Regions from separate parts of the Mus musculus genome. Here all the other regions are linked to region 7. The links are chromatin contacts, called in public Hi-C, HiCAR-type, Micro-C and promoter capture Hi-C maps. All regions are on one chromosome and are shown on one strand. Each heading gives the region's core, a stretch centred on a gene start, on an enhancer-like site or on the middle of the called end of the contact. The rest is flanking DNA. Distances are from core to core; before and after follow the strand shown. Region 1 holds the start of Rcor3 (REST corepressor 3). Region 2 holds the start of Lpgat1 (lysophosphatidylglycerol acyltransferase 1). Region 3 holds the start of Ints7 (integrator complex subunit 7). Region 4 holds the start of Plxna2 (plexin A2). Region 5 holds the start of Nek2 (NIMA (never in mitosis gene a)-related expressed kinase 2). Region 6 holds the start of 1700034H15Rik (RIKEN cDNA 1700034H15 gene). Region 7 holds the start of A130010J15Rik (RIKEN cDNA A130010J15 gene).

Evidence for each region. Promoter capture Hi-C pulls out the DNA fragments that hold promoters and counts their contacts. Hi-C and Micro-C count contacts between places; a contact is called where the count stands out from the background. HiCAR-type assays count read pairs that join an accessible place to other places.
Region 1: a promoter capture Hi-C map of liver shows a contact between it and region 7, with 2.3 times the contacts expected there. The contact joins the promoter of Rcor3 here to the promoter of A130010J15Rik in region 7. A contact is called at or near these places in 11 of 39 promoter capture datasets (the 3T3-L1 cell line, the C10 cell line, HPC-7-derived erythroid cells and 5 more), 4 of 484 Hi-C or Micro-C datasets (the G1E-ER4 cell line and embryonic stem cells), 8 of 115 datasets of contacts at active chromatin or transcription factors (the 230-238 cell line, astrocytes, bone marrow-derived macrophages and 4 more) and 1 of 9 other capture datasets (pancreatic islet).
Region 2: a promoter capture Hi-C map of pre-B cells shows a contact between it and region 7, with 4 times the contacts expected there. The contact joins the promoter of Lpgat1 here to the promoter of A130010J15Rik in region 7. A contact is called at or near these places in 2 of 39 promoter capture datasets (the C10 cell line and pre-B cells).
Region 3: a contact with region 7 is called in a promoter capture Hi-C map of pre-B cells, with 4 times the contacts expected there. The contact joins the promoter of Ints7 here to the promoter of A130010J15Rik in region 7. A contact is called at or near these places in 3 of 39 promoter capture datasets (the C10 cell line, liver and pre-B cells).
Region 4: a HiCAR-type map of astrocytes shows a contact between it and region 7, with 4 times the contacts expected there. The contact joins the promoter of Plxna2 here to the promoter of A130010J15Rik in region 7. A contact is called at or near these places in 4 of 39 promoter capture datasets (the 3T3-L1 cell line, 3T3-L1-derived adipocytes and hippocampal neurons) and 5 of 115 datasets of contacts at active chromatin or transcription factors (astrocytes, embryonic stem cells, forebrain and 2 more).
Region 5: a Hi-C map of B cells shows a contact between it and region 7, with 9 read pairs. The contact joins the promoter of Nek2 here to the promoter of A130010J15Rik in region 7. A contact is called at or near these places in 3 of 39 promoter capture datasets (embryonic stem cells, hematopoietic stem and progenitor cells and pre-B cells), 1 of 484 Hi-C or Micro-C datasets (B cells) and 2 of 115 datasets of contacts at active chromatin or transcription factors (large pre-B cells and pancreatic cancer cells).
Region 6: a contact with region 7 is called in a Micro-C map of embryonic stem cells, with 9 times the contacts expected there. The contact joins the promoter of 1700034H15Rik here to the promoter of A130010J15Rik in region 7. A contact is called at or near these places in 3 of 39 promoter capture datasets (the C10 cell line, the HPC-7 cell line and pre-B cells), 1 of 484 Hi-C or Micro-C datasets (embryonic stem cells) and 2 of 115 datasets of contacts at active chromatin or transcription factors (large pre-B cells and pancreatic cancer cells).

What each region holds. Positions count from the first base shown.
Region 1 is chr1:192,136,756-192,141,032 of GRCm38.p6, reverse strand. Rcor3 (REST corepressor 3) reads left to right here and starts at 2,993. Exons shown (of 12, transcript NM_001346740.1): 1 at 2,993-3,294; 2 at 3,544-3,600. The coding sequence starts at 3,135. It overlaps Gm10516 (predicted gene 10516), which reads right to left and starts at 4,135. Exons shown (of 4, transcript NR_033536.1): 1 at 3,972-4,135.
Region 2 is chr1:191,715,369-191,719,338 of GRCm38.p6, reverse strand. It overlaps Lpgat1 (lysophosphatidylglycerol acyltransferase 1), which reads right to left and starts at 1,315. Exons shown (of 8, transcript NM_172266.3): 1 at 1,134-1,315.
Region 3 is chr1:191,573,264-191,577,212 of GRCm38.p6, reverse strand. Ints7 (integrator complex subunit 7) reads right to left here and starts at 1,577. Exons shown (of 20, transcript NM_178632.6): 1 at 1,262-1,577. The coding sequence starts at 1,355. It overlaps Dtl (denticleless E3 ubiquitin protein ligase), which reads left to right and starts at 1,669. Exons shown (of 15, transcript NM_029766.3): 1 at 1,669-1,864. The coding sequence starts at 1,813.
Region 4 is chr1:194,617,082-194,621,339 of GRCm38.p6, reverse strand. It overlaps Plxna2 (plexin A2), which reads right to left and starts at 1,511. Exons shown (of 32, transcript NM_008882.2): 1 at 943-1,511.
Region 5 is chr1:191,818,622-191,822,895 of GRCm38.p6, reverse strand. Nek2 (NIMA (never in mitosis gene a)-related expressed kinase 2) reads right to left here and starts at 1,423. Exons shown (of 8, transcript NM_010892.3): 1 at 1,155-1,423; 2 at 532-749; 3 at 164-404. The coding sequence starts at 1,250.
Region 6 is chr1:191,905,405-191,909,221 of GRCm38.p6, reverse strand. It overlaps 1700034H15Rik (RIKEN cDNA 1700034H15 gene), which reads left to right and starts at 1,695. Exons shown (of 5, transcript NR_030669.1): 1 at 1,695-2,162. It overlaps Slc30a1 (solute carrier family 30 (zinc transporter), member 1), which reads right to left and starts at 2,441. Exons shown (of 2, transcript NM_009579.3): 1 at 1,609-2,441; 2 at 1-371. The coding sequence starts at 2,215.
Region 7 is chr1:193,171,429-193,175,529 of GRCm38.p6, reverse strand. A130010J15Rik (RIKEN cDNA A130010J15 gene) reads right to left here and starts at 1,953. Exons shown (of 2, transcript NM_181048.3): 1 at 1,750-1,953; 2 at 1-1,285. The coding sequence starts at 1,188. The coding sequence ends at 397. It overlaps Irf6 (interferon regulatory factor 6), which reads right to left. Exons shown (of 8, transcript NM_016851.2): 8 at 3,494-4,101. Traf3ip3 (TRAF3 interacting protein 3) reads left to right here. Exons shown (of 16, transcript NM_153137.4): 16 at 1-26.

The sequences.
Region 1 (4,277 bases), core at 1,744-4,243, 1.0 Mb after region 7:
GAGGAGCTGACTCAATTTCCTGAATGAACCCTTCCATACTGGAAAGACATGAAGACTCAGGAAGCTCCGCTGTTCTCAACCTTCCTGATGTTTTGACCTTTTGATACAGTTACATGTTGTAGTGACCCCCAACCATGAAATTATTTCTTTGCTACTTTGTTGGGTTTTTTGTTTTGTTTTGTTTTGTTTTGTTTTTGAGACAGGGTTTCTCTGTATAGCCCTGGCTGTCCTGGAACTCACTTTGTAGACCAGGCTGGCCTTGAACTCAGAAATCTGCCTGCCTCTGCCTCCTGAGTGCTGCTGGGATTAAAGGCCTGTGCCACCACCCAGCTCCTCTGCTACTTTCTAACTGTAATTTTGCTACTGTTATGAGTTGTAATGTAAATGTATTTTTTGAAGGTCTTAGGCAACTCCTGTGAAAGGGTTTGTTCAGTGATTCCCCAGGGGTTGCAATCCTCAGGTTGAGAACTGTTGCTCAAGACTGTCTTGGCTGTCCTTAACCTCTACATTTTCCCTAGACTCAGCTATACAATTTATACACAATCTGCTGGCTTTCCTTAGGATTAGAATACGCCCATGGATCCCTATGCCGGGAGGGAATCTGGTCATTGTATAAGCATTCAGCCTTCTGTTTCTCAAGAACATTATTTTCCTAGAGTCCTTGGGTATCTTCTCCAAGACTCATTGCTAGATAGAAGTCATCCCAAAAGATAACTGATCTTGATCCCTTGGCCTTCTAAACGTTGTCTTATTTGAAACAAAGTTTCTCCTGTATCCTTGCTTCTGGAATTCACATGATATCAAAGAGAAGCCCAGGCAACATACAACTTAGCTAATCCCCGACCTTTGCCTTATGTTTGGTCTTTGTAACTCTTGAGAAAACCTTAAAATGGAGTTAATTTAAATACTCAACAGACCAGTAGTGCCCCCCCCCCTTCAACCCATCTCAAGAGATATTATTAACCCCTAAAGCTCTCTTCTCCGCCCAGGGGCTTTCCTCCTCTCCAAACAGAAGTAGACATTCTTCCAGATTTCTACCTAGGGCTTTTCTGTTCTGTAATGTCTTATCTGGGAAGAGACCATTTTAAGGTCCACTACAATCACCCTTCTCAACCAGGCAAGTTTAGAGTGCTTTCCTTTTCTTAAAAGCAAAACAGAAATTTGTTTTCCTTAAACACACACACACACATCCCTTCACGCCAAAATCCTTCCCCAAAGGTGAATGCAGTCTTTGGTCTAAATATTCCAGTAGAATCATTTTACTGCCAAGATTCTACTAATCAAAATAGTCCCAAAAGCCCTTGAAACTTTTGATCCCTAATCTAGACGCAGATTCTTTTCTACAGAAAAGTGAATCAGCACTATTTCAGAGTTAAAAAGTGTATCTATTAAGAGGCCTCTATTTTGTTTTGTGGTTTTTTTTTTTCTTGAATTTTCTTTTTATAGGCTCTAGCTTTTGTACTCCAGGATCAAAGGAGCTGATGTGACAGGGCTGAGATGAGTCGTGTTCATTAGAGGTTGGAATGTAAAAAATAAAATATCATTTCAGTTGTCCATAACATTTCTCCTTGCAGAAAATAAAAATCAGACTTAAAATATCCTTCAGCAATGTGTTTTTTAAAAAAAGGAACCGATGCTAGGTGTGGTGGTGCAGCTCTTTACTCCCAGCACTCAGAAGACAGAGGCAAGCGGATCTCTGTGAGTTCCAGGACAGCCAGAAGTACACATAGAAATCCTGTCTCAAAAAATAAAACGGGAGGGGAGGTTGAGTTGTGGTTCAAAAATTAATGGACACATATAGAGCTAAAAATCAACTATTTCCAGTACCAGTACTGTTTCTCCACCCGGACAAAATACTCCCTCCTTTAGACAGATGACCGGCCTAATTCTTGTATCCCAGAGTTTTCTTGGCTGAATTCTTGAGTAGGTCTGTTATTTCTCAGTAACAGAATTCCAAAGAACAGTTTTAACCTTCAAGGTAATTTTACTGTTACCCCCAAATTCTGCAGGACACACATCTGTATATTAAGCAACTCCCCCCCCCCTTTACTCCTGAGACACAAATCGTCCTCCTTGCCCAGACAGTATGTCATAAGCAAATATCCTTAAATCTGGGGAAGAAATACAGTCCAGCCAATCTTCAACTGGGTGCAAACTGCCAGAAGGCAGCTGGCCTCACCTTTCTCTGCAGCAGCAGCACCTCTCTGCAGAGCACTTCTCTCTCCACCCTCTCCAGAATTGCTCTGAGCCACCACCCCAGGCAGTGTCGACCCAGATAGCACTGGCCCGGGGAAGGTAGAGTTCGGTTATTTATTTCCCCACTCGTGGCATTCGCTTCTTAGACAGCAAAAGGGAAAGAGCCAAGTGGAAATACTGCCCTTTCAGTCCCTCTCGGACCTCACAGCAGAGAGGAGCTGCCTCGCCAGGTCTTTAGGGCCGGTCTCATTCCGGAGTGAACCGATCCTGCCTCCAACCGGAGGACCCAGCTCCTACCCCGGGGCGCACCTCGCGGGAGCAGCTCCTGTCTGAGGCCGCCAACCCCTGCCCGCGTCACCGGAGCTGCTCCGGTCCAAGGCCGCCATCCTCATAGCTCCTGTCAAAGGCCGCCATCCCCGCCGCTCCTCACCGGAGCAGCTCCTGAGACCGCCATCCCGGGTTCCCGGTCACGGGAGCAGCTCCCGCCCCGCGGCCCCGCCTCAGCAGGCCAAATTCCTTCAGCTGAGACAGGGCAGAGGCCGCCTCCCCGCCCTCCATGCCGCCTCCGGGGCCTCCACATCGTCTCCCGGCCCTCGAGCGCCCGGGAACCGGCCGGCTGGGGACGCGCGGGGTCCCGGCCCTCTGGTCTCTCCGCCCCGCGGCCGGAACCTCCCTAGGGCGGAGTGATCGCGGCCGCCCAGTGAGGAGCGCGCGGCCACGAGGGGCGCTCGGCCGGGTGGCACGGCGCGGGGCGGCGGCGGCGGGGGAGGGGAGGGAGGCGGGGCCGGGGCGGGCCGGTGTGGGGCGACTGCGCTACGGCTCGACCGGGGCGGTGATGGCGGCTCCATATTAACACCTCCTCCTCCTCCTCCGCGCTCCCGCCCGCGCCCGCCAGCCGTCTCCCCCTTCCCTGACGCCACCTCTCCCCCTCCTCTACCATGCCCGGCATGATGGAGAAAGGGCCCGAGTTACTGGGGAAGAGCCGATCGGCCAACGGCGGCGCCAAGAGCCCGGCGGGAGGCGGCGGCTCCTCGGCCAACGGCGGGCTGCACTTCTCGGAGCCCGAGAGCGGCTGCAGCAGCGACGACGAGCACGGGGGTACCTCGCCGCGCTCCCCGCCCCCGCCCGTCCGCCCGGCCCCCTTCCCCGCGCCCTCCTCCCCCTCGGAGCCGAGCCGCGGCCGCCGGAACTCCCGGTGCCGCCGCAGCCCGCGACCCGCGCCTCCCCGCCCCCACCCGGCCACGGCCTCGCCCGCGCTCCCGCGGCTGGAGAGTCTCTGCCTTGCCCTTCCCCTCTCCTCTCCTTATTTATTACCATTTTACCATATATCTTGGCATTGCTTTGCAGATGTTGGGATGAGAGTCGGAGCTGAATACCAAGCTCGGATCCCTGAATTCGATCCAGGTAGATATATTTGCTCACAGGAAAACCCCATCTCTCTCTCTCTTTTTTTTTCCCCCAGGCTTGCTCTGGGGTGGCCGGCGTCGGGATGGGAGGGAGTTACGTGGTGTTGAGTGTGGGGCGCACCAGGAGAGGCCAGGGCAGGGCAGGGCAGGGCAGGGCATCGCGGGCGGGGAGGCTGGCAGGCTCGGCTGGGCAGTGACACAGGGCGTGGGGGTAGATGTGTGCATGGCAAGGTGAACATGGTTCCCTCCCGCGGCACTTGCACGCTGGTGGCTTCGCACGGAGGTCGCGGGTCCGAGGCCCGGGGCGTGGGGACTGCAAAACCAAGGGCTGCAGGAGAGGGCGTGCGATCTGTGTGTGCATGAACCTACCCCAGGTCAGATGCCACTCCGACCCGCCCTGGGAACCCGGGGCTCAGCCAGGCTCCGCAGGGCCACGCTTGGCAACCGCCTGCTGTCATTAGCCCGAGCCAAGGGCGAGCCCTGCGACCCCGGCGCACACGGGATCCTGGTTTTTCTTTCTGCCGAGGCGGTGTGGACCTGGGCGGGGAAACGCCCGTGCCCGACACCGCCCCGGTCGCCCCCAACCCCTCCCCGCGCGCCGACCCAGCCCGGGGAAGCCAGACCACAGGACAGCGGCAGCAGCTGCCAAGGAGACATTTTCTCCGGAACAGCCAG
Region 2 (3,970 bases), core at 66-2,565, 1.5 Mb after region 7:
AAAAATCATTTCAAAAGGAAAAATGGGTGCAGTCGGCGGCAGCAGCACAGAAATCTCCAGCACAAAAATACAAGAAAACGCGAGGGTCTACGCTCTCCAGATGCAGCGCTCGCTCGCTCGCTCGCTCGCCCGCCTGGCGATCTCGAGGGCAAATTCCAGAGGGGGACAGTGAGGAGGGAGGAGCCGCACAAGGTCAAGAGAGCCGTTCTGCGGGGCACGGGCCACGGCGGAACACAGTTAACCAACGCTAGACCGTCCCGCTAGCCGGTGGCGGCCCCGCACTGCGACCCTCGGTCTCCGCACGCTGCCCCGGACCTGGACCCGGACCAGGACCCGCCGGCCGGAGGTCCCGCCACGCCGGTCCTGAAACGCCCGGCCATGCCTTTACCGGGGCTCCCCCAAGGGCTCGTCCGCAAGAGCGGGGTGCTTGCTTTTCCTCGCCACTGAAGGGGAAAGGAAAGGAGAGGGGCCCAGGAAGGAGGAGGAGGAGAAGGAGGAAGATGAGAGGAAGCCGGCGGGGAGGGGGAGGGGAGCGGGACCAGAAGGTGAAGCCGAGGGGCGAGGGATGCGGAGCCCGTGGAGCCCGCGACGCCCGGCTGAGGAGGCTCGGGCAGCGGTTTCCTCAGGTGAGGAGCCGGACGGCCTCCGGGTCGCCGCGGCGGGCTCTCCTCCGCCGGGTCCCCTCAGCGGGCTCTCCACAGAGGGCTCCCCTCGGCCAGGTATCCTCCTCGGCGGGCTCACCTCAGTGGGCGCGAGCGGCGAGCGGCGACAGGGCCGAGGGCCGGCGGCGGCGGCGGCGGCGGGAGTCCCTGGCCCGGGGGTCGCGGTCATGGACGCGGCTGCGGCGGCCCAGGCGGCCCGAGGCGCGGCGCGAGCGGGCGCGCGGGCGCCCTAGTCCCCTCGCGGCTGCCTGCGGACAGAGGCGCGGTGGGGACTCAGAGGCCGGACCTGTCACCGGGGCGGGTCCCGGGGAGGCGGGCGATGCCCCGCGCCCCCGCCTCCGCCTCCTCCCCGGGCCTACCGCGCCCTCGGCCCTCGGGCCGCCGCCGCCTCCTCCACAGGCCACGCGACCAACGGCACCCTTCCCCGCCCCCAGCGCCTCCCGGGCCCGGCCCGCCGCGCCCCAGGTTTACCTTGGGCAGGCCGGGACCCAGCCCGGGCTGCGGGAGCCGGAAGAATGCATGGCCGGCGGAAGGAGGCGGCGGCGGCGGCAGCGGCGGCGCGGCCCTCCCGGCTCCAGGTCCCGGGCGGCGTGGAGACTCGCTCGCTCCCCAGGGCCCGGTGGCTGCGTGCGCCCCGGCCGGCGGGGCGGGTTGGCGGGAGGAAGCGGCGGCGCCCCTGAGCGCCCTCTAACGAAGGCGCGGCGCGGCCCGCCCCACGGACCCCCTAGTGCGCGGTCGAGGGCGCCCCGGGCCGCCCGGCCTAGGCCCCGGACGTCGCCGAGCTCCGAGTCGGGCGGGGCAGAACGCTGCTCGGAAAGGTCTAGGAAGAAGGCCAGCTCTGCCAGCGCGCGCGGACCTTTCGGGCCCTCCTGGACCCCTTTCAGCCAAAAGGGCCGCTGCGCTGCATTGTTGCGGCTCCTTTGGCCGCCCCAGGCTGGCACGCTTTCTCCTTTTCATTCCTAAAGAAACTCGCTTGGGCTCAGAGCTTTTCTTCTGAACCTCCCCAAGGCATTACGGTCTAGTGTTTTAAATCAATTGTTTTAAGTGCCAGAGTTCTTGTTTCTGGAAAGCACCTGAAACCTGAATGACAACATTTTCAATCCCGCTACACACACACACACACACACACACACACACACACACACACACACACACGGTGGGGGCAGATCAGTGAGAATCCAGTGGTCTGCACAGAAATAGAACTGAATTAATGAAGAAAAAACAATTAGCCACATGCTTGATACTGAATACAATGGCCTTAAGAACTCCTAGCCAGCCCTGATCACTACTAGGACATTAGCTGAATTTGGGTTCAAAGGCTGAACACCATAAGGAATACAGACAGCATACCTAAGACAAAACCAAACCACCAAAACCAAGGGTCCTTTCAGACCCAGTATCTCTTGTTGGGTGTGGTAGCTGATGCTCCTAATCTCAGCACTTGAGAAGCTGAGGCAGGAGGATTGATGTGAGCTTCAGGCTAGCTTAGGATAAAGAATGAGTTAGAGATCCTGTCTATGAATAGGTAAAGCTTTGTGACTAGAGCAGCAGTTTGTTTTCTCCTTCTTTTAAAACCAGGCCTTACTTTCTATGTAGTCCAGGCTGATCTGTAATTTATAACATAGCTCAGGCTGGCCTTCAACATGTAGAAAACATCCTGCCTCATTCTCCCCAAAGTTGGGGTCATAGGTTTGAGCCACAATGCCCAGCTAGGATGGCAGTTTTCACGTGTCTCTAGGGAACTGCCATATTTGAAGGAGTATCACTTATTGTGAAAATGTCAAAGCCCAGTGTGGTGGTTCTCATAGATAATCCCAGCACCAGAGAGGCTAAGGCAGGAGTGCCAGGAGTCCTGGGCCAGCCTAGGCTACTAGACCTTGTCAAAAAAAAAAAAAAAAAATCAAACCAAAAAAATGTTCATGCTTTGATAAAACTGTCCCTCTCTTTCCTCCAACTTTGATCCAGGAATGACAGGCAAGTTGCCTTTTGCCATGTGAAAATATTTTTTTAATTCCTATTCTACACAGAACCTGTATGATATTGATATAGATATATAAATAATTTCCATGTATGTTAGCCTTTATAGCTATTATTATCCTTTACCTGTTCACAAACATATTTTACTGTACAGGGCATGCTAGGGATGTAGCTCATGTGTATTTTCAAGGCCCATCCCAACCTGTGACAAAGCACACCTAAAAAGAATTAAAGGCAATTGGCCTTGTCAAGGAACTGTCCATAGAGGCTCAACTGATGAGTAGCAAAAGAAAAGTCAGATACACCCATTCATTGGCCATTCTTCCTTTCATTTTAGGCACCAAGAACTTCAAATAAACCTAAGGAGAGAAGTGTAATAAGATGACCATTCAAGTTGTGTCATTATATTCTTAAGGAAGATAGTCAAAAGACATATTTCCAGAATCAAACATCAATTTCTTCAAGGATTCCACCTGTTCTCATCTCACTCAGCTTCTCCACATGCTGTGGTACCCACTGACACTGATAACAAGCATCGAGACTTATATCTGCTTACTAGATGGTAGAACATCTGCCTGAACACTAGATACACTAACTTAAGAGAATTAGCACTTGCTAGCCAAGCAGTGGAGCTCAAGATTTCGGTTTCAAAAGCATCATTTGTGACATTTTACCACAGTAAGAACCCAGATACATAAAAGAATAGTATAACAGGAGATCTTGGGGGCCTGCATTTTTTTCAGAGTATTAAAGGAATGCTAGGCATGGTGGAGCACACCTTTGATCTTAGTACTCCGAGGCAGAGACAGGTGGCTCTGAGTGAGTCTGAGGCAAATTTGGACTATGTAGTGAGCTTCAAGGCAGCTGAGGCTATGTAGAGAGAGACCCTGTCTCAGAAATCTAACCAGTCAACCAAAGAAACAAAAATTGTTAATAGGAGATTCTGAGGTTGATAGTTTATAGACTTTAAGTAACCTGAATCTTGGAGGTACAACCTTTTAATTGCAAGTTATTATTGGATCACATCTGTTCTGTCTGCATTAGTCCACAACAAAATGCTAGTCACTAGTTTTCATCAAGTTCCGGAAGCTAAAGCCAAAGATCAAGGTGTGGACAGGTTTGGTTTCTCTGGCCTGTCTCCTTGGTTTGCCCTGTACTCACATGGCATCTCTCTATAAGCGTTTGTCTCTAGATCTGTCCAAATCCCTTCTGGTGTTTCACTGAGAGACAGGTCTTCATAGGAAACCAGCAGGCCAGCCCTCACCTCATTATTTGGCTCAGACAGTACTCTACAGAAGTGTCTTCCTTCCAAATGCTGAGATTAGAGGCAT
Region 3 (3,949 bases), core at 328-2,827, 1.6 Mb after region 7:
GAAGTGTTTCACACAGTAAACCATCACACTGGCTCACAACACTTAGAAGGTAACTCTGGATGTCCTTCCTTTCCTTGCTCCATATCCTTACCCTGCTCTACAACACTATCTACTCTTAGCCTGGGACAAGATTAGCTACGCTAGAGCCATACACATTTCGGTGGGAAGGGAGTTGGCACTGAATAAAACAGTGTAATGGGCCACATCAGGTCTAGGACTTGGGAGGCTGAGGATCAAAAGTTGAGAGTTATCCTTGGCTTTAGGGAGTACAGGCCAACCTGGATGTCACAGACTTTAGTAAAACGTAAAAAACTCTTACCTGTAACTGGTTTCAAACTTGGACAAGGAACTAAGGTGCATATTTAACATGCCAAAGTCTAATTGACCTCCAGGTTCTCTCAGCATCCCCCAGTCCCTACTTGGCACACCCTGCCCCCCAGACTTGAACTTACAGATCCTTGGTTTCCAGTCCCGTTCTCTACAGGTTACACACTGGCTACAGTTAACCAAGAATTGCCTATAGTGTAAAAACCTTGGCAGGAAACTGAAGCAAAGGTCTCACATTTACACAGGACTTCTTTATGGATAGCTATCTGTCAAAGTCCCTCTTCAGCCTTTAATAAAGGCATCTTTTCGCATACCACTGCCATTTAACATTTACAACAGCTGACATACTGTGCCCACTTTGCTGACATATCGAGGCTAGATGATAATGCCGCATTCCATAATCACTTTAGTAGAACTGGAATTTAACTCCTAACCCTAAAATTTTTTCTCTTAGCTACCTGTATAAGGGGAACTAACTCGTGGAACTTGTGTGCAGAGAATGAGCGCGTTCAGCCAAGCTTTTCGGATGTTCTCATCCACATGGAACCTGCTTTAGAACGCGCAATTGACAGTCTCGCAAGACAAATCGCTGTAAAACGCTCAGAAAATCATTTGGCTCTCTTAATGAAGGCTTCACCTGCACTGAACGTTTTAAAAAATAATCTCAAAATTCAGCACTTTATCTTATTTGCTGCCTGGGAAACCAGAGACTGTGCCCCCAAGTGGTCAAAGGCATCCTCGCAAGCACGAGCCTCTGCTCCAACTGTGCAAGGCTACTCCAGCAACCCTGCATGCGCCTAAGCGCTGGCTCCAAGACTAGCAGCCGTGCTTCCCGCCCCATACATCGGCGCATGCGCCTTTCTAGCCTCTGTAGCTGCCGCCACTAGGTGGCGCCACTCCCCCCAGACGCTTCGCCCGCGTCCCTCCTCCGTACCTTTGTCCAGTTCCATAAGAGCGGAATTAGCGTCCAGCTCCTGTTCGCCATAGCCGGCATCGGCCAGGAACGACTTGGTTGAGTTTGACGCCATGACCCGGACAGTTACCCGACTCGCCCAGTCACAAAGATTGCAAACTCTACCCCAGCACCGCCATCTTCTCCCGCCGCGGTCTCGCGGATTTTTCCCTCCGCGCGCTGTCAGGCAGTGTACGCATGCGCCTCGGTCGCCCCGCGGTTCGCCAGTTCCTCTCTGGGCCCCCCCGCGCAGGCGCTCAGGGAGCCTGTGAACCTTGGGTTCCCGCGGCTGAGCGAGAGGGAGGCGGAGCTTAGGATGGGGGCGAGCCTTCGAGGCGCCAGGACGCTGCGACGAGAGCCAATCAGAAAGCGTGACGTCAGTTTGGCGCGGAGTTTGGCGGCCGGGGCTCTTAGTGGCGGGAGTTGGAGGCGAAACCGCGCCGCGTTGTGGAGGGTGCAGACGGCGGCTCCTGTGGAACTTGGGGGCGATCTTCTCGGCGTTCCCCTCAGCTGAGCCTTCTCCTCAGGCCCAGATGCTCTTCAACTCGGTACTCCGCCAGCCGCAGCTCGGCGTCCTGAGGAACGGTGAGTAACGGCCCCAACGGCCGCTGGCCGTGGCGGGAACCACCTCCCCCCAGGCGCTCCACCTTGGATCGCTGCCGACTGTGGGCCTCCAGGTCTCCCGCGGCCGGAGCGAATCCGGGCGAGCGAGGACCGCCGAAGAACATCGTGCTTGGGTTCCTTCCGGACGCTTTTCACCGTAATCGAGCTTTTTAGTTCGGAACGGAGGCCGAAGTTAGGACGCTCAGTGGCGTCCCGGGCCCCTGGCTGCTTACGTCAATATCGCGCGTTAACTAGAGAGTGCACGCTTGTGAGAGTCGGGGGTGGGAGACGCTTTGGCACCAGCGATGTGCCTGCCGTCTCTGCAGAACCTTAGCGATCCCTGCAAGTTCGTTGTGCACCAGCGCGCATGGCCCGCAGTTAAGGAACTCAATCTTAAGGCGCCAAAGTCCCCTCCCCCATCTCTGCAGGCTCTGAAAAGTCCTAAAATACAGACTAAAAGATGCCCATAGCCACACCCACGAGGTGACCACGGGTAATGGATGGAAGGGTATTGTTCCAAATGTGTCTTGATGCCGAGGTACTTCCAGAAATGGGATTAAACTCGTTTTTCTCTTCACGGTGGAATTCAGCCATGTTCTCCTGTTAGCATATAGAAAGCCAGCTCATCTCCTACAGTACTCTTAAAAACATTGGCAATCTGAGATGCGATTAGGCTGATGTGTTGTTAAACTAAGACCTTGAAGAGTGGTCCTAAGAATGTTGAGAAGAGGAAAAGCTCCTTGAGGTCCTGCCCGGATCTAAAACTTTGTAGTCGTATTCCCTCTGTGGATACTCTTGTAGTTACATTCTGCCTCTTTCTCTGCTCGAACTTTACAAAAGTTACTTCGCCCTGTGTTAGGAATGGCCGCCCTGCACAATGGTTGTGAGCGGTCTTCGGAGCGTCTGAGTTTCAACTCCACCTCTTTTCCTATGTGCTACATTTTCTGTCTACCCACTTTTCAGTCTGTCGTTCCGGCTTACAGATAGCCAGACAGACGTTCAGTGATAGGCACTGGCATTCATTGATTGTTACCTCCTGAAGTCTGCATCTCTTTTCCCCTCCGGTGTTGCTGGGCCTTAAATGATTATAGCCGTAAGTAAGGATTCTACTGCTGCTACACTCTTCCATTCCCTATGTTTTGGGTTAATTTCTGTAAAAGCTGTATGTATTGAACTTAATCTAGACAGTTAGGCATACAAGCATCTTATATTCTAATGCCCCAAACTGAGTTGGCTTCTTCCCAATTTTTGGGAGTGACATTATTTTAAACTGGTGTCCCCAGCTAAAACTTAGACTCCATATTCCTCATTATGACATTTTCAAAAGAAAAAAAAGAAATCCCTTAAGTCTGCTTGAATCTCTTTTTCCATCCCCACAGATTCAGCCTCTTTACCTCAAACTGAGTCTTCCATTTTCTCTATTCCATCCCCACCATTGGGCCTGATACTTTACTCCCTGATCATAACAAGCCTCTAAATGTGCCTTTAGTTTCCTTTCTCTACCGATATTTGTAAGATGGAAATATAATTACTTTTGTGAGTTTTTAAATCCATATCTAAGAATTTTTACTATAAACTTTAAACATGCAAAATTATAATTTTTAGCCTTATAGTGAGTTAGCATCTTAAGATAAATACTATTTTAGCCTTTTAAATACATCTGACACTATAAACAACTATACCAACGTGGAAGTCGTGGTCTCTGTTTTTGAAAAGGTGAGCAAATGCTTACTGTTCGATGTTTTATATGGTTGCTTTTTCTTCTGAATATTTCTATCTTAATTCTCCGCAAATTTATCCTATTGTAATTTAAAAGTTCTTGTCACCCTGTCATGCCCCATCAAAAAGCATATAAAGTGCTGTTTTCTGTGGTTTTAGTACCCAGTAGTCACAAAGGTTTCCCTTAGGATGAATTATCACCACAGTTAATTAATAGTGGGCAGTTGTTAGAAACTAAGTAACTTCTTAAAATGTTTTAAGAAAAAAGCAAAATTTTTATTGAAAGTGCATCTTTTAAAGAAATGGATTTAGGTATCTGGTGCCTTGTGGTCTCAAATTGTCTCATAG
Region 4 (4,258 bases), core at 262-2,761, 1.4 Mb before region 7:
ACATTCTTGCCCTCAACAACTACTCTCCTTTCCAGATGGTAGGGACTGACCTGTTCTCCCAAGTTGCACCCCCTCCCTCCCCCCAGCTTTTTCTCCCTCTTATCTCTACTTGAGCTATTTGAAGAGATAGCCCTTCCTAGGGCAAGGGTCATGTTAAACAGGTGGGCATTTTTGAGGGCCCTAGGAATGACATTTTCAGCTTTTGACATACAGCTCAAGATGAACATTTACGAAGACTACCTATGAGTAAAAGAAACTGGAATTTTCTAAGATCCTATCACTTCGTGAGGTAGGGCAAAAAAGAGTACATGGAGGGAAATGAGCTTTAAGGAGCCTCTTGGACTCTGGACAAACTCCCACTTCAACCAGCACCACTGTTGCTCAAACCAAGGGGGCTGGCCCCAGCTGGGCACTATGCCATGGGGGATGGGGACAGGAACACTTAACTACAGTGCTTCCAAACCGTTCTCACAGATTCCCGGAACGCACGCAAAGGATGCCTTCTCCTTCCCGGTGATTCCCAGTCTACTGAACCACTGGAACAGCCAGCGGCCACCCGGGACTACACTGCCTGGTGAACGCCCCCCAACCGGCCTCCGGCCATAGTCGCTCCAGGCTATCTTGCTAGTGCCACGGAGGCCCTCTCTGGGCTCCAACCCTGGGACGACCTCGTCGCTCAGGCGCTCCCCAGAGCTGCAGACAGCCGGCAGGTGCGCGCTATAAGCGCGCCACGGAGCGCCGGAACCACCAGAGCCGCTGGAGTCTATGGCCCGGAAGCCTGGACAGGAGACTGCAGCTGCGAAAGTGGCGGATCACGCGCGTATACTCGCCGCCACAACCAAGCCGGGGCCGGGGCCGGGACCCCAAGGGGACCTGAGGAGGCTGCGCCGGAGGAACCGCCGCGGGAGCGCGCTCGGGGAAAGGGCGGAGGGCGCTGCTTACCCAGCTCGGCAGTGTCTGTCTGTCCCTGCGTCCCCTCTTCGTCCGCTCAACTGGCGGTTGCCCAGGGCAGCGTGCGCCCAGTCCTGCCTGACGGGAGTCACACTGGCAGCCAGTTCCACATGTAACCCAGGATCATTAAAATCCTCGGCCCGCGCCGGCCGCTTGCCTGTATTCCTGGGGTGGCCCCCGAATGGTTCCTCGCGTCTTCGTCCCAGTCGCTTGTGCGCAGGGACCCGGTTGTGAAGGGGCGTGGGGTCCCGCAGGGTCCCTCCGGGGCGGCTCAAAGCCGGGTGTCTTCAGTTTTCTCCAGCACGACTTTCCGGGCTGCTCTGACATCAGCGATCCCGCGCTTCCTTCCCTTCTGCTCCTGGCTTGCTCGGCCCTATTTCCTCCAGGAACCGCTGCCAGCTCTGTCTGCGACCGGGCCCATAAGCTCCCCGCGGCTCCACGGCTCACGGGTCCACCAGATCTGATCGCTCGTCTTCAGCTGAAGGATCCCAGCAGCTGCTCCAGCCGCCCCCACTCGGCTCTGCGCGGACAGTGCTGCGCGCAGCGCGGCTCAGCTCAGCTCCGGTGGCGGCGCCCTCAGCCGGCCTCCTATATTACCGCTCAGCTCATTATCATAGAGGCCGCGTTAACCCCCTCCCCGCCCACGCGCCCCGCCCGCGCAGACCGAATACCCTAGCTGGTCCACCCAAGAACCCGGCAGAGCTACGGCTCTGCAGGCGTTCTGCTCGCTCAGTTTGGACCACCAGACACTGTCAGTAGTCAAGGGCCCAGAAAGGTTGTACCAGGGTCTAGGGACTCATGTCTTGGGGCCTGGTAAGCCAGCTGGCTAGGCTTCGGGAGGGGATCAGAGTGATGAGAGCACCCCATCCCCTCGCGTGGCGTCACCTGTCACCAAGCAAAGCCTCCCCTCCTTTCTCTTCACCTGTGAGCTAGGGGTGAGTGTGGAGGGACATATATTACTGATGGGCTTGAGATGGGGTGTCGGATTTCGGAACAGCAAATTTCTCTACCCTACAAATTCTAGAAAGCCAACGAGCTGTCAAAAGAGGTTTGAAGTTGTTGATAATTATTTCTACATTTTAAAGAGGAGTCTGGCTTTGCATCTCCGGTTTCCTGTTCCATTGGAAAAGGAGGTAGGGGCTGACTCGGGTGGGTGCTGTGGAAACCATAGTACCAGGAGCGTTTGCATTATCCAGACCCGCGAGCCCGCCTCGTACTGGAGGCAGAGGGTAATGGCTAGAAGATTAAGACAACTTTAATATCCCCAGAAAAGAGGATTTTTCAGTCCTGGTTGCTTCCGCGCTCACGGGTCTTGATTCCTTGGTTCGTAGTCTGTGAATCTGCAACTGCGGCTACGGCTTTCCCGCGAGGGCCTGTGCAAGCTATACCCCTGCAAGGTCTCAGGGTCTTCGAATTCCCCGATGGAGATTGAACACACCGAGTTTACTCAACACATCAAAGTGTCTGACAAATGTCCCCTACTGCCCTCTTGTGGCCATACTCTTCACCGGTATAAAAAGAAAGAGGGATGTGGGATGCTTCTGAAAGCATATAAAAACAGTTGACTGAATTCTCAGTAGGAGAGAGAGAGAGAGAGAGAGAGAGAGAGAGAGAGAGAGAGAGAGAGGAAGAAGAAGAAGAAGAAGAAGAAAGAGGAGGAGGAGGAGAAGAGAAGAGAAGAGAAGAGAAGAGAAGAGAAGAGAAGAGAAGAGAAGAGAAGAGAAGAGAAGAGAAGATCACTTTCATCAACTATATTAGAGACACGGGATTTTGGGATGTAGAGTTGGCTGTTTGGTAGTTTGGTTGGTTTGGTTTTCTTCACTATGTATCTCTGGCTGTCCTGGAACTCCTTACTACAAACCATAGTGGCTAAGACCTCACAAAAATGTGCTTGCCTCTGCCTCCCAAGTGCTAGACTCAAAAATATATGCCACCACACTGGATACCTGGTCCAATTAGCTATTCTTAAAAACAAAACATGGTTACCTCATTTAAAAACTCTTAAATTAATCAATTCATTAATTGCCTAAAATTTGTTTCCGGTAAGTTTCACTAGCTGTTGCCAATTTTGTCCTTTGGAGCCACAAAGAATCTGAATTCTGTGATGCACACCTATCTTGTCCTTTGAATTTATGTAACATTTATTTTTGATAAAATGCCCAGTGATTCTCACATTTATTCTTCCTCTATTATTGTTTATGTCTGCATGTGAGTGTGTCTTCCCTCTTTACACAAATGATCGTTATTCTTTATTTCTGAGTACGCTGGATTGAAGGCACAATTTGTTAAGGAAGATAAAGGGAAGGTGCTATCAGATTCTGTTACACTTTTGCCATGTTTTTAATGAGAGGAACAACAGTCTAGCCAGCTTCCCCTGAGACCATCCTTAGTAGAGCAAGGTAAGTGATAAAGCTCTCTGTTGAATATAGGGCCTTTAATTCTAAATCAAGTGCTGTATGACTATGTGTGTGTTGTGTCTTATCTCTTGCCTCTTCTCAGTGCCTCAATTTAATCTCATTTTTGAGATGATTACAATACAATTTAAATAATTTCAGTTACACATCCCCACCCCTGTGATCTAGAAATAAACCCTTAAATGAAGAATGGGGGGTACATTAAATGAAAGTGACTCCTCCACATATACCCATCCTGTTCTTTTCTCCCCACACTTGCCCTGCCTGTCATGAATAAAGGAAGAGAGAGGGAGAGTGTGGGAGAAAGAACACCTACAGACAGATCACACTGCAGGCTGGGTGACATGATGCCACCCTACTCCCACATTGCCACTGAGCATCATCTGAAAATGGAGCCAGTTAAGGATGTGACTTCAGAAGCCTAATCTATGAGGTACCTGGAAGCAGCACCCTTGTCTTTCCTAGGTGACCCCAACTTTCCCATTTCTAAGATGAGATTCTAACTTGAAATCTCCAGGAACCTGGTAGGTTAAAACCAGATGTGGAGGTATTTGAAGAATTGATAGTATCCTTAAAATGGAAAGCTGTTGATATGAATCTTATTAGTTGTTGTGTGACAAAACTTTTCATAGGTAGATGCAACACACATCTACTCACTCCAGCTAGGGATCTCTTGACAATCCAAAGCACAGACACTACCAAAGTCCAACTTGGTGAACCAATGAGTTTTGTTGGGGTTGCTGACAGAAGTATGAGAGAGAGGTGACCTACAGGCAGAAATTACTCAAAGCAGCTGCATCACCAAGGTCTGCTCCAGCACAGATGCCAGCTGGGAAAGCCTGGAACACAGTGCACAGCCTGCAGCAGCCCAGCAGGTTGGAAGTGTCCTTTCC
Region 5 (4,274 bases), core at 174-2,673, 1.4 Mb after region 7:
GGTAGCTCACACCCTTATTCCCGGCATTTGGGAGGCAGAGGCAGGAGAATCACTTTGAGTTCAAGGACAGCCTGGTCTACAAAGTGAGTTCCAGGACAGTCAGGGCTACACAGAGAAATCCTGTCTCAGGGAAAAAAAAAAAGTTGAATTCTAAAATACTCACAGGAGACATGTAATAGGGTGTGCCAACAAACGTTTTTGCAAAACTCGTGTCGTGATTTAATATTCTAGCTAGTCCAAAGTCCCCCAGCTTGACATTGTGTTTGCTGTCCAGGAAGACATTGGCTGGCTTCAGGTCCCGGTGAAGCACAGTGTGGCCACCATCGCTCCTTCTGTGACACTCTTTCAGGGCCAGCGTCAACTGAGTCATCACTCGAAGGACAAACTCTTCCTCCAAGTACTGTCTGGAGAAAAAGCACATTTCACAACCCTGAATAAAAGCCATCTTCAATCTGGGGCAAGTCATTCAGAGCGTACAAACATGGAAGTTAATTATTATTAGATACGAACCGTGGGGCTCTTTCACCTTACCTATCCTTGGTCCCCTTTGAAATGACACTAGCCAGGTCCCCTCCCTCACAGTATTCCATTACGATGTACAGGGTTGTGTTGGTTCGGTCAATAATGCGATCATAGTAACTGACGATGTTTGGATGTTTCAGCTCCCGAAGCAAGTTCACTTCAGACACAAGCATCTGCTTCTCCACCTCCGTCATGGAGCCATAGTCAAGCTCTTTCCACACCAGGATCTGAAATACAACATTTCCAAGGTGTGAGACAAAGGGTGAAATTTCCAAAGTTGAAAAACAAAACACTAACAACTCAATGGGTGTGTCAGTGAGGGAGTCGAGACCGGGTTAATTTAGTGGGAAGACCCACCCGAAATGTGGGCGGTACCATCCCCAGCGCTTGAGTCCGGGACGGCGTGTGGCGCAGCGGCGAAGCAGGTCACGTGAGCTCGTCTTTCTGCTCGCCGCGGATTCGCGCCTCCACCGGTTCCCAGCCGCGGCTGCCCGCTCCACGAGCCCGTCCCTTCTTAGGAGGCTACAGCCCGGTCCTTCACGAGAGTTCAGGTGGCCGCCCTGCCCCTCCCCAGCGTGGGCGACGCTTGCTTCTCCCTAAGCCCGCCGTGGAAGGGCTGCCCGGCGCCTCACCTTGCCGTCGCTCTTCCTCCGAATCTTCTGACAGCGGCCGTAGGAGCCGGTGCCGATGCTGTGCAGCACCTCGTAGTCCTCCACCCGGGACGGCATGGCGAGCGGCCACCCTGGCAACCACACCACCGCGCCGCTCGGAGCCCAGGCTCGCCCGCTGCAGGCCAACCGCGCCGAAACCCGAGCCCCTCGTCTGCCTGCCTGAGTCGGCGAGCAACCGGCCACCGGGTCAACCGTCGCGGGCTTCGGCCTCGCATTCTATTGGTCCACAGCGAAGGTGCATCTCAACTCTGATTGGCTGAGAAAACACAACACTGCTAGGCATCCTGGGAAAATGCGTGTCGCTAGGCAACCGCGTCGGCGTTGGTGTCTGCGTCTAGCTGCTCTACGGAATACGAGCCGCGCCGAAAACCCCTGGGATTTGGGATCGCAAAGCCTGTTGGGGCCTCGGTAATTCCATTCCTTGGCTGAAGTCGCTATGGTAACGGATGTCCGAGGCTCTGGACTGGAGACACTGGCCTTTTGACCTTTCCACTTTGACCCCACCCTTTTCCGACTCCTCTGCACTCGGGTCCTGAACCTAAGCCCTTGTGTGTTGAGGATTTGATGACCCTGAGGGTGCGGTGAGTGCACCGAGCACTTTATAGTCCTCACACCTAGAGAGCCAGAATCCCTGTTCCAGCCCGGCTTGGTGGCGCGCTCAGGCAGATCTCTGTGAGCTTGAGGACATCCAGAGCTTTGTAGAGGGTCCCTGCCTTACCCCCACCCGCGAGAAAGACACCCCACGCCCAGAGAGAGAGAGAGACAGAGAGAGAGAAACTAGGCCCAACTGCCCAGAAGAGAACTAATTAAAAAATAATAAGAATAAAGGATATTCATAGTAATAACGCAGAGTTGACATGTGTTTTCTGAGCACAGTTAGCATAGTCTAGATCTCTGAACATTAAACTGAGAGACCTGTTGAACATAGAAACGTATCCAAAGCTTAGGGACTGAGTATGGAAGCATTCAGAACAGAGTCACCACACTGCCAAATTGTACTTCTAAGACATCTACCAAAAAAGTGTGTTAGGAAAAAAAAAAAAAAAAAGGTGTTCCCTAATAGCCAATCCGGGAGCTGCATGCAGTTTGCTGACTTGAGCTCACATAGCCAGTGACATGGCCCCGCTTTGACTTGGGGAAGGGGAGCTAAAGGCTTCCATCCAGAGCAGGTGGGGGGTAATGTGCATTACCAGAAAGCTAATAATCTGCTGCATAAATGGGTCATTGTTCTTAAAATATCTGTTCATGCTGTGATTGAAAAAGAACCCAATGTCCTATTAATAAGAATTAGAAGCCTCCTTATGTTAAAAATAAATGTATTTTGTGCGCTGAATTTAGTATAAGCTAATTGGAATTGCCAGCCAGGAGAACTTTTAAATTAGCATTCAAGGACATTGTCACACCTCAAAGGGGTAGGATTAATTTAGGTCTCAGAAATTATATAAGGAGCTACAAATGCCTGAGGTCATTTATATGGTGTGTGTGTGTCATATGTGATGTGTGTGGTATGTTTGTGTGTGTGTCGTATGTGATATGTGTGGTATGTTTGTGTGTGTGTGTCGTATGTAATGTGTGTAGTATGTTGTGTGTGTGTGTGCTGTGTGTGTTGTTTATGATGTGTAGAGTGTTGTATGTGATATGTGTAGCATGTTGTGTGTGTGGTGTGTTTGTGATATGTGGTGTATAGGCGTGTGGTGTGTATGTGATGGGTGTACTGATGCTTATGTTGAGTTTGTTGACCAGCCTGCTTCACACACAACCTTTCATCTTCTTTCTAGACAAAGAGCTCTTACTCTTCGCTCCAAACACAACACACTTTCTCAGCTTCTCAAGACTAACTTGGTACTTGTCCTTCCAGTTGTTAGAAGTTCCACTTGCATCCCTACCTCGTGCCTTACCCCACCTTGGTTACTGTTGATTGACAGGATGTAGAATCACCTAGGGGGTCAAGCCTTTGGGTACACTTGTAGAGACAGCGTAGATTAGGTCAGCCTCCGAGCATGCCTGTGAGGGTTTATGTTAAATTAATCGAATGGAAAAGACACACCCTAAAAGTGGGCAACAATGTTCTTTGGTCCTTGCTTAGTTTCTTTTCTGTTGCTGCGAAGAAACACTATGGCCAAGCCAACTTACAAAAGAAAGCATTTAAATTGGGGGCTTACAGTTTCAGAGAGTGAGTCCTTTATTATCCTCATGTCAGGAAACATGGTGGCAGGCAGGCGTGATAGCACTGGAACCGTAGCTGAGAGCTTCCAGATTGAGATGTGAACCACAGAGCACAGAGAGAAGGGAGAGAGAGGGAGACTCTTCCTGGCATGGGCTTTTAAAACCCCAAAGCCCACCCTTAGTGGCACACCTCCAACAAGGCTACACTTCCTAATAACTTCCCAGAACAGACCTACCAAGTAGGGACCAAGCATTCAAATATATGAGCCTCTGGGGACCATTCTCATGCAAACCACCAGTCTAGGACTACATAAAAAAGAGAAGGCTAGGTAAGCACACACATTTGTTTATCTCTTCCTGTTTCCTGGCTGCAGGTGCAAAGTGACCAGAAGCATCAAGTTTCTTTTTGGTTTTGTTTTGTTTTGTTTTCATGACAGGGTTTCTCAGTATAGCCCTGGCTGTCCTGGAACTCACTCTGTAGACCAGGCTGGCCTCAGACTCAGAGATCCACCTGCTTGTGGCATGCAACACCATGCCAGGCTGTAAAGTCTCTGCTTTCCAAGGCTGATGAACTGTGAAACAGTTGAACCCACCTCTTCCTGAGCTGCTTCTGCCCAGGATTTTACTCAAGGCAACAGCATGCTCCCTCTATTATGTTTATCCAGAGGACACAACTTGTCCTGCAAGGCGGAATTCCAACCTTGTCACCTCTGCTCTGAGGGGCCTCATCCAAGATGTTCAGAGAACAGTGTAAATCAATTCTGTCGTGATATCTGTGATTGTTTTCTAGCTGAACATCAAACTGCTTGTGGCCAGTGTAAGTCCTGCAATAGAGAAGGCAGAAAAAAAAAAAAAGCTTTGTTAAATAAAGATGCAGTAAGGCCTGTTATTAAGACTTACACAGAGATTCCAAAT
Region 6 (3,817 bases), core at 446-2,945, 1.3 Mb after region 7:
CGTGTACAGAAGTATACAAACCATTATAATACAAAGGGTTGGGTCTAGGTAGAGCACCCAGCATGGGCCAGCGTCACGCATCGGGGCCTGGGTGCTGTTAATTATCTCTACAGACGATTTGCAGGGATCAGGAAAACACGGGTTCGTACAAAAGTCGTCTTCAGTACAACCCTTCCAGTTAAAGTAAAAGACCAAGGCATTCACGACCACGATCACGGAGCCCAAGGCATCTCCAAGGACGTGCAGAAACACTCCTCGCATATTCAGCTGCCCAGCCCTGTTGTCTTCCGCTTCCAGATTGTCAGACTCCTGGATGAGATTCCCATTTACTTGTACATCCACTGGGTCATCACTTCTCAATTTTTCTGGCTCTACAACAAAACAATACAATTTTCACTAAGCACATTTAAAGTGTCCACAGAAACATCTTGTCTGGCAGTGAGTGAGTTTAAACTTGTTTCATAAAGCTGTGACAATGACAGTGTGCTGAGAGCAACCCACAGTGAGCTAGCCCTGGGTCCCGCCAGTACCCAACAGCGGAGAGTCCACTGTGTCACTGGGCTACTGCTCCTTGTTCCTTCCCACCTCTCACCTGCCCTCACTGCTGGGATGGGGTCGTGTAAACACTGCGTCACCTCTCTGAAACATACAAGAGAAACAAAACTCTAGGCAATCAGTAAGCATCACTGAAGGGATGTCCTCTGACAGGAACAAACCTGATGTGAGGGTCTCTGTCAGTGGCACTAGACAGACTGAGAAAAGCAGCTCTAACGTAAAATCATCGTCAAGAACATAAAACATAGCGTCTTTGTAGAAGGGTTCACAAACTGACAAATCAACAACCTGGGTCTATTGCTGGGGGTGCAGGCCTTGACCCCAGAGAGACATGCAGGAGGTAATCTGTGAGTTTGAGGCCGGCCTGTCCTACAGAGTGAGTTCCAGGACAGCCAGGGCTATCCTGAGAAACCCGTCTAGAGGAACCAAAAACAAACCAACAAAACAACCTGAAGCTATCAACAAAGTTGGAAGTCAACAATCACTAAGTAACCTGAAAGTTCCCGTCAGAGGGCACACCTGAGGAGCTTCTCTTTCTCCTTTCCCACGCACCACCTGAACTTCCAAACATGTTCCTATGCATTGGAGAAGGTAAGCTGCCTCCGTAAGTAACCTAACCAGATACAAGTGGCAAGAAAAACTGGAAGATACACACAATGTTAACATCGAGGGTGGTAGGTTCTTTCTCATTTCTTTTCAACACTTACCTTCCAAATTACCATCAAGCACACGTGCTCAAGATGAAAAACGCTCGTTAAAACCACGAGAGTAATACATCACCACTGGGTCGAGCACCATTATGCCAACCCGAGGAGGTGAGGGTGCAACGTGCCTTGGCAGGTCCCTAAACAGTGATTTTCCGGATTAGGTGGTCGGTTCAGGGAAACACACACTCCCGTTCACAAAGGCCGCCTTTAACCAGGGCCCACACACCCCCAGCACATCATTATCAAACTTGTTCAGTGGGCACGAAACCACCGCGCACCTGGGCGCGGGGCGTGGCACCCACCGCGGTCGCCAGGGGGCGCCTGTCCCGAACACTGTGGCGCTCACCTGCCTGGTCCGCCTTCAGCCCGTTGGAATTGCTGGTGTTGGCCACCAGCGTGTTGGTCTCCTCCTGGTCCGGCGCCCGGCCCGGCGGCGCGCCCGCCTCGACCCCCGCGCGGCCCGCCTTGCGCGCGCCCTTGGCGAGGTGGCCGTGGCCGTGGCCGTGCGAGTGGCCGTGGCCCGCGCCCTGGCCCTCGCCGCTGTGATGGTGGAACAGACAGAGCCCCAGCACGTTGACCAGCAGCCCCGCCACGCCGACGCTCAGCACCACGAGCGGCTGCTGCATCTCATGCGGCTCGATGAAGCGCTCGACGGCTTCCAGCAGGATGGCGAAGCACAGCCCCGTGAGGAAGATGGCGTTCACCAGTGCGCCCATCACCTCAGCGCGGATCCAGCCGAACGTGTTCTTCTGCGTGGCGTGAGTCCTCCGGGCGAAGCGCTCGGCCACCAGCGCCACTACGAGCGCCAGCACGTCCGACAGCATGTGGAAGGAGTCGGACAGCATGGCGAGCGACGCGGTCACCCGGCTCACCACCACCTCCAGCACCATGAACATGAAGGTCAGCAGCAGCATGCACAGCAGCCGGCCGCGGTTGCGGCCCCAGCAGCCCATGGCGGCGGCCTGAGGCTCGGCGCTGACGCGGGAACGGGAGCGGCGCTGTGGGGAAACCGCCGGCCGCGCAGCTACTCAAGCGCCGGCGCTCGGCTGGGCTGGCGAGGCGGAGGGCGCGGCGGGCCACTGCGTGCCGAGGGGCTGCCGAGCATCGGACCGAAGCGCTCGGGAGACGGCGTCCGCGGCGACTGCGCTCGGCCCGGAGGCGTCCGCCGTCTTCGCCCCCCCTCCTTTGCAGACGGTTTACAAAAAAACTTTGCTTTGCACTCGGAACCCCCGTTTTCACACGGACCCGAGCGTGACAAGGCCCCGGTGCCCCGCCCCCCAGGCCCGGCTCGCCTCCCCATTGGCCAGAGCTGCCTCACGACAGCCCCGGCGTCCCGCCCTTCCTCGGCCTCTATTGGCTAGCGCGGCGGAGGGGCGGGAGGGGGCGGGGCGCGGCCGCGGGAGCTGGGGGCGGGGCCTGTGCACTGGGGAGCCGGGCGTGGGCCGGGGGCCGCGGCCGGGTGCAGCGGCGGGCGGTACGGGGGAGGGTGGGCGCGGGCCGCGTGCAGCGGTGGGCAGGCGGCAGGGCGGTGGCGCCGAGCCCTGGGGCGCAGTGAGCAGTTGCCGCTTCCCGCGGTGCGGGTTCCGGGCCGCGGTTCCCCTTTGCCGGCCCGGCCGCCCCAGACTTTGATCCTGGGAGCTGGGTGCACGTGGGGGCGGCTGGGTGACAGGTCGGCGCCCAGGAGGGGCGGGGAGTGTGGGCTGTGCGGACGGCGGCGGGGGCGCGGCCGCGGCCGAGTGAGGAGCTGAGTTAGGAACTGGTTGCTAGCAGCACAACCTTAGCCTCAGGAACACTTTCCATCCAGGGGTCACCCGCACGGCCACCCCCCACCCCTCCCCAGGGCAACCGTGTGAAGTCAGCTTGTCGCTGACACTCTTAAAGTGTGGAGTGCTGACTTGGGGCGGGAGCCTGCTGCGTGACTTGGGCAAGTCACCTAATCTCGCTACACCTGTTTCTTCATCAATACAGGGAAGGGTTGGGCAAGTGGAACTCTTCTGCTTCCTTCTAGCTAAAATTCCAAGGCTCTGTGATTTCACACTATTTATAGGTTTTTAAACCTCCGAACCCTTGTGTGGGCTGTTTGGAGGGGGAGGGGCGACCAGAATACAAAAGAAGATGGTGGGGAGGCACGAGGAACCAAACACCCTTGCTGAGTTGGCTAAAACTCTATGGAGTTCGTCCTCCAAGCGAGAACAGTGGATGTGTGCACATCTATGTGGGTAAAGCCCCCCACACCCCAATGGAGGCTATAATCATCAGAGAGGCCTCTGTTGAGTCGCCAAACCTGCCTTTCGAAGGACCCTCTGGGTACCAGCTATTGCATTGAGATATTCATGGCCCACTGTGTTCTTTTGCATGAAAAAAATTTCCTTTTGGCTTTTCTGAACAGTTTCTGTGAGTAAACCCTGGCTGTGCTGGAACTCCCTCTTTAGACCAGGCTGTCCTTGAACTCAGAGATACAGCTGCTTCTGCCTTCTGAGTGCTGGGATTAAGGTGTTCGCCACCACCGCTCAGCGGAAAATCCTATTCCAAGATTGCCTCTCACTTTGTACACC
Region 7 (4,101 bases), core at 704-3,203:
TAAATAAACTTTATCTCACAAGACTACTCTTTAGAACTGTGTATTCCTGAGAAATAAGCCACAAGTGTAACCCTTAAGCATCATTGTCTCGCACCCTACTTCAGTTAGAGTTCCATACATAGATTACCTAGTCATTCTCCTTCCCTCTAAGGCACTATCCACCAGGGAAGGCCACCATCCCAGGGTACACTCATGTCTCCACAATGCTCCTTTTCCATCTCTCATTCAATGAAAAATAAACAGACACCTCGGCTAAGGACCTAGGAACTCCTAATATAAAGACTGAAATCATACTACTGCTGCCAACGACTCTCCCCATTCACACGTGTTCAATTGACTGCACAACATTCATCGTAATTGACATTCATTGATACCTTCTCAACGGACAGAGTTAACTCAGAGGGCCACAGCAGGAAGTGTGACCACCTCAGAGGAGATGCTGAGGTCAGCAAAGGCATTCTGAGCCCTAAATCGGGTTCTGAGTTCCTTCTCCCAGGCACTTAGAAAGTTTTTCAGGGCTGGGAACAAACTCTCTGGAACACTAAAGGAGTACAGCAGAATTGATGGTTGACCAGGCAGCCACGAAATCCGGGCAGTAAACACCCGCAGGGGAGTCATGGTTAAGCAGTTGTCATCTTCACGGTTCAGGTCAAATGTGTAAGAGACTGGATATCCCAGGAGTATCCCAAATACAGTGCAGAGATTCCAGTCTGAGGAATGTAGCCTGGTGTAGGAGACTCCCTGAGACACATCTTTCTTAAGTCCTCGAAAACGTGTGATGACGTCAGCTATGAGAGATTTCAAGTCCGGGAGCTGGTCCACCGACCGGACAGAAGGATGAGGTTGGGAGCGGGAAACGTCCACGAAAGCTACAGTACCAAGCAGTGTCTGTTCCAAATGCTGACAGGCATACTCAGGACTGACAATAAAGTTATTCTCTCCAATCTCAAGAATGTGAAGTCCTGGCTCCAGGAAGCCCAGCCCCTGTAGTTCCTCCAGATAACTTTGGAGCGCCAATACTCCTGCAGAGTTGCAATCATAGAGTACAGCTGGCTTCAGCCCGCGGGCCACAGCCAGCACCTCTCCTGCCAGGTGAAGGCAGGTAGCTCGAGGTGGGCATTTTCTCTTGCCCATGCCCAGAGTCTGCTGAGCAGCTGCCACCAGCAGCTGAGGGCTTGGTGTTGACATAAGATCTGGAAGTTACATGACATATGGCCTCCTTAGCTAGCCACAGTTCCTTTCCCTGGGCCACACACAGTTCAGCTCCCAGCACTTGAGAAAGATCCTAGAAACAATATGGTAGGGGGAAATCGTTAATACTGTCAAGATGGGGTCACCAATGCTGCACCCCATTTCTCTGGCAGACTTAAGTTTACGAAATCGTCCTTCTAGTCACATTTACATTGTCTCTGGCTTCGATTCTAACTTTTACCTGGTGCAATTTATGCTCTGGGATTCAAACCTTACAGCAAAAGTTACCACTTCTCCCAAAACTGTCCAACTGGGACAGAACTCTGGGCTCTAAACTTCAGCGCCTGTAAGCTCTCCATTGCCAGCTCCTCAGACAGATCTCCACAGAGCGCTCACAGCAGCCTGATCAAACCAGCATAAGCTACAACGCGGAGTAATCACCGCCTCACCCTGCGACACTCAGGTAAGAGAAGCCGCTAGAACTGGGGCACGAGCCAGTTTAACACTTGCTGGACCCTCTTCCCTTCTAGGAAGGCACGCTCCCACCGCCACACCTACCCACACGTGCCTACGCGGTGGTAGACTAGTTACAAAAGGAAGCGCTCTGCCTCAAGACACTCGGCTAGCATTTCCGCCGCAGGTTCGGGGGCGCAGGAAGCCCTTCCGCCTGCCCGCCAGCGGCGTAGTGCCCTCCCACGCCCCACACTCGGTACTGTGAAAACCCGACAGTGTGTGCAGAAGCCCAGGGAAAGACAGCCTGACGTGCATGCGCACTGGCTTACTCCGCCTTTCCGTGACGTCATTTGAAAAGCAAACGCAAGCCAGAACCTTTGAAGAGGCTGCGGACGGAGTGGGAGGTAAAGCCACCTTAGACCCGCCCCTTCCGGTAGAGCCCCTGCGGGCGGGCCTTGCGAGGCGGAAGTGGAAGTGGGGGAGAAGCCGCTGGGACCGCCAGTTGTCAGTCCGCGGAATAAGGGACACCTCTCCTGTGGGCAATGCTGTAAAGCTTTATTTTGTATTATTATTTTTTTAATGTACCTAAATTCTGAACTTGACAGGTATGCCAAGGCCATGCATATTCACTCCTTTTTTAAAAATCGCCTTATTGTGTGGGCGTGCACAATGGCGCCCTGTCAGCTCTCGCTTCCACCTTGTAAGAGGGTCCGAGGTACTGAACTCAGGAAGCCAGCCTGCTGAGCAAGTGCCATTAACTGCTGAGCCAGTACTGTTGTACTATGTGTTGCAGGGGCTGGCCCGGAACGGGACTTCTCGTTCTCTGGTTTATGCCGCGTTGGGGATTGAGCTCTGGAATTCACGCGTGCCAAACACTACTAACTGTATGTCTGCAGCCTGAGTATTCACTCTCAGTGTGCCGAGGTACTGCATTGTACCTTCTTCATGGAGCTCAAAGCCCGAGAGTCCAGTTTGCTGATCATCTTATTTTAAAAGATTGATTTTTATTTCCATTCATAAGTTTGTGCAGGTGCCCAGGAAGCCAGAAAAGGGAGTAGGGTCACCTGGAGCTGAATAAGTTAAAAATATTGTGAGCTGCCTAACACGGGCTTTGGGAACGGAATTCAAATCTTTGGGAGAAAAAGCAGGTCTCATCTCTACAGCCACACTGTTGTGGTGGGGATTTGTTTGTTGAGACAATGTCTTGCTATGTATTCCTCAAACATGACAATCCTCCTGCCTCAGCCTCGGAAGTTCTGAGGTTAGAGTCTACCCTAATTGAATGATACCTCAAGGAGTTATCTATACCTCAAGGAGGATGGGCAAAACTAAGGAGGGGAACACCATCTAGGAAGCCAAAGGTGAGTTAACATCCTTACTGGCCGCTTCAAGGCCACCCATGCCCCTGACCATAACCTCTGACCCACTGCTTTGTAAGTAAACCTAATGGACTCCTTGGTACCCCAGATTGAACTTCGGTGGAACTGTACCCTCATCTGCCATTAGGACCTTAGAAAGTGCCTTGTTCCTTTCTCCAGAGAAGTCTTACAGCAGATAGGAAGGTCAAATGTTGACATAAGGAATTTGCCTATATCTTCTGTGAAGGAAATCTTAAGAAAACTCTAGCCTGGACAAATGGCCCCAAGTTATGGGCAGCAAAATGGAGACCCAGACTGGAGGTTTTACAGTGGTGCTATGCTGGTACCTTCATACCAAAAAGGACCAGCAGTGTGTTAAAGACAGACAGACAGTATGTAAGGAGGATCAGTTTGTAGGGCCTGCCAGTCTAACTTAGGTTCTCAGCTCAGGGGGAGTCAGTACTAAAAATTGATAGAACCAGTACTCTAGCTTTATATTTTTTTCTTCCCAAGTTTATTTTACGTTCTCATGATAGTTAGCAATAAATCTCCAAATTGAAAGACGTAGGTCATTTATTACAGCACAAATATCTTAGAACACACTGTATCAGACACTGCTAAAGACCTGGCAATAAATCTAAGACAAACAGTTTTGACTTTCCAAGTTGGCAGTCAGTCAAGCAGAACATAGATGCGGAGCAATTTACAAACGACACAGTTACTCTTAAAGTTTAAGATGCTACATGAACATACAACTGAGAACTGTGGAGAGGAGATGAGATTCAGCATCTGCCTTCAGGGTTTATCTGTAGTGGTTCTTTTAACATTGGAGTTAATCTGGAGTGCACAGTAAGGAAAAGGAGGAACTGGGGGAAATCCTCCTCCCTTCTGAGTCTTCAAATGAAGGCAGGAAGAAGACAGCTGGAGAGTGAATGGGAGCATTGGGAAACTTAGAGCTCCTGGGGACTTGGTATCTACTAAAACCAGAGAAAGCTTACTGAATATGACAAGAGAAGATCCTGCATGTAGTGTGTGCTCCCAGCATTCCGAAAAAGATGCAAGACAAGAAACTGGACTGCCTAGATAGGACCACACAAAA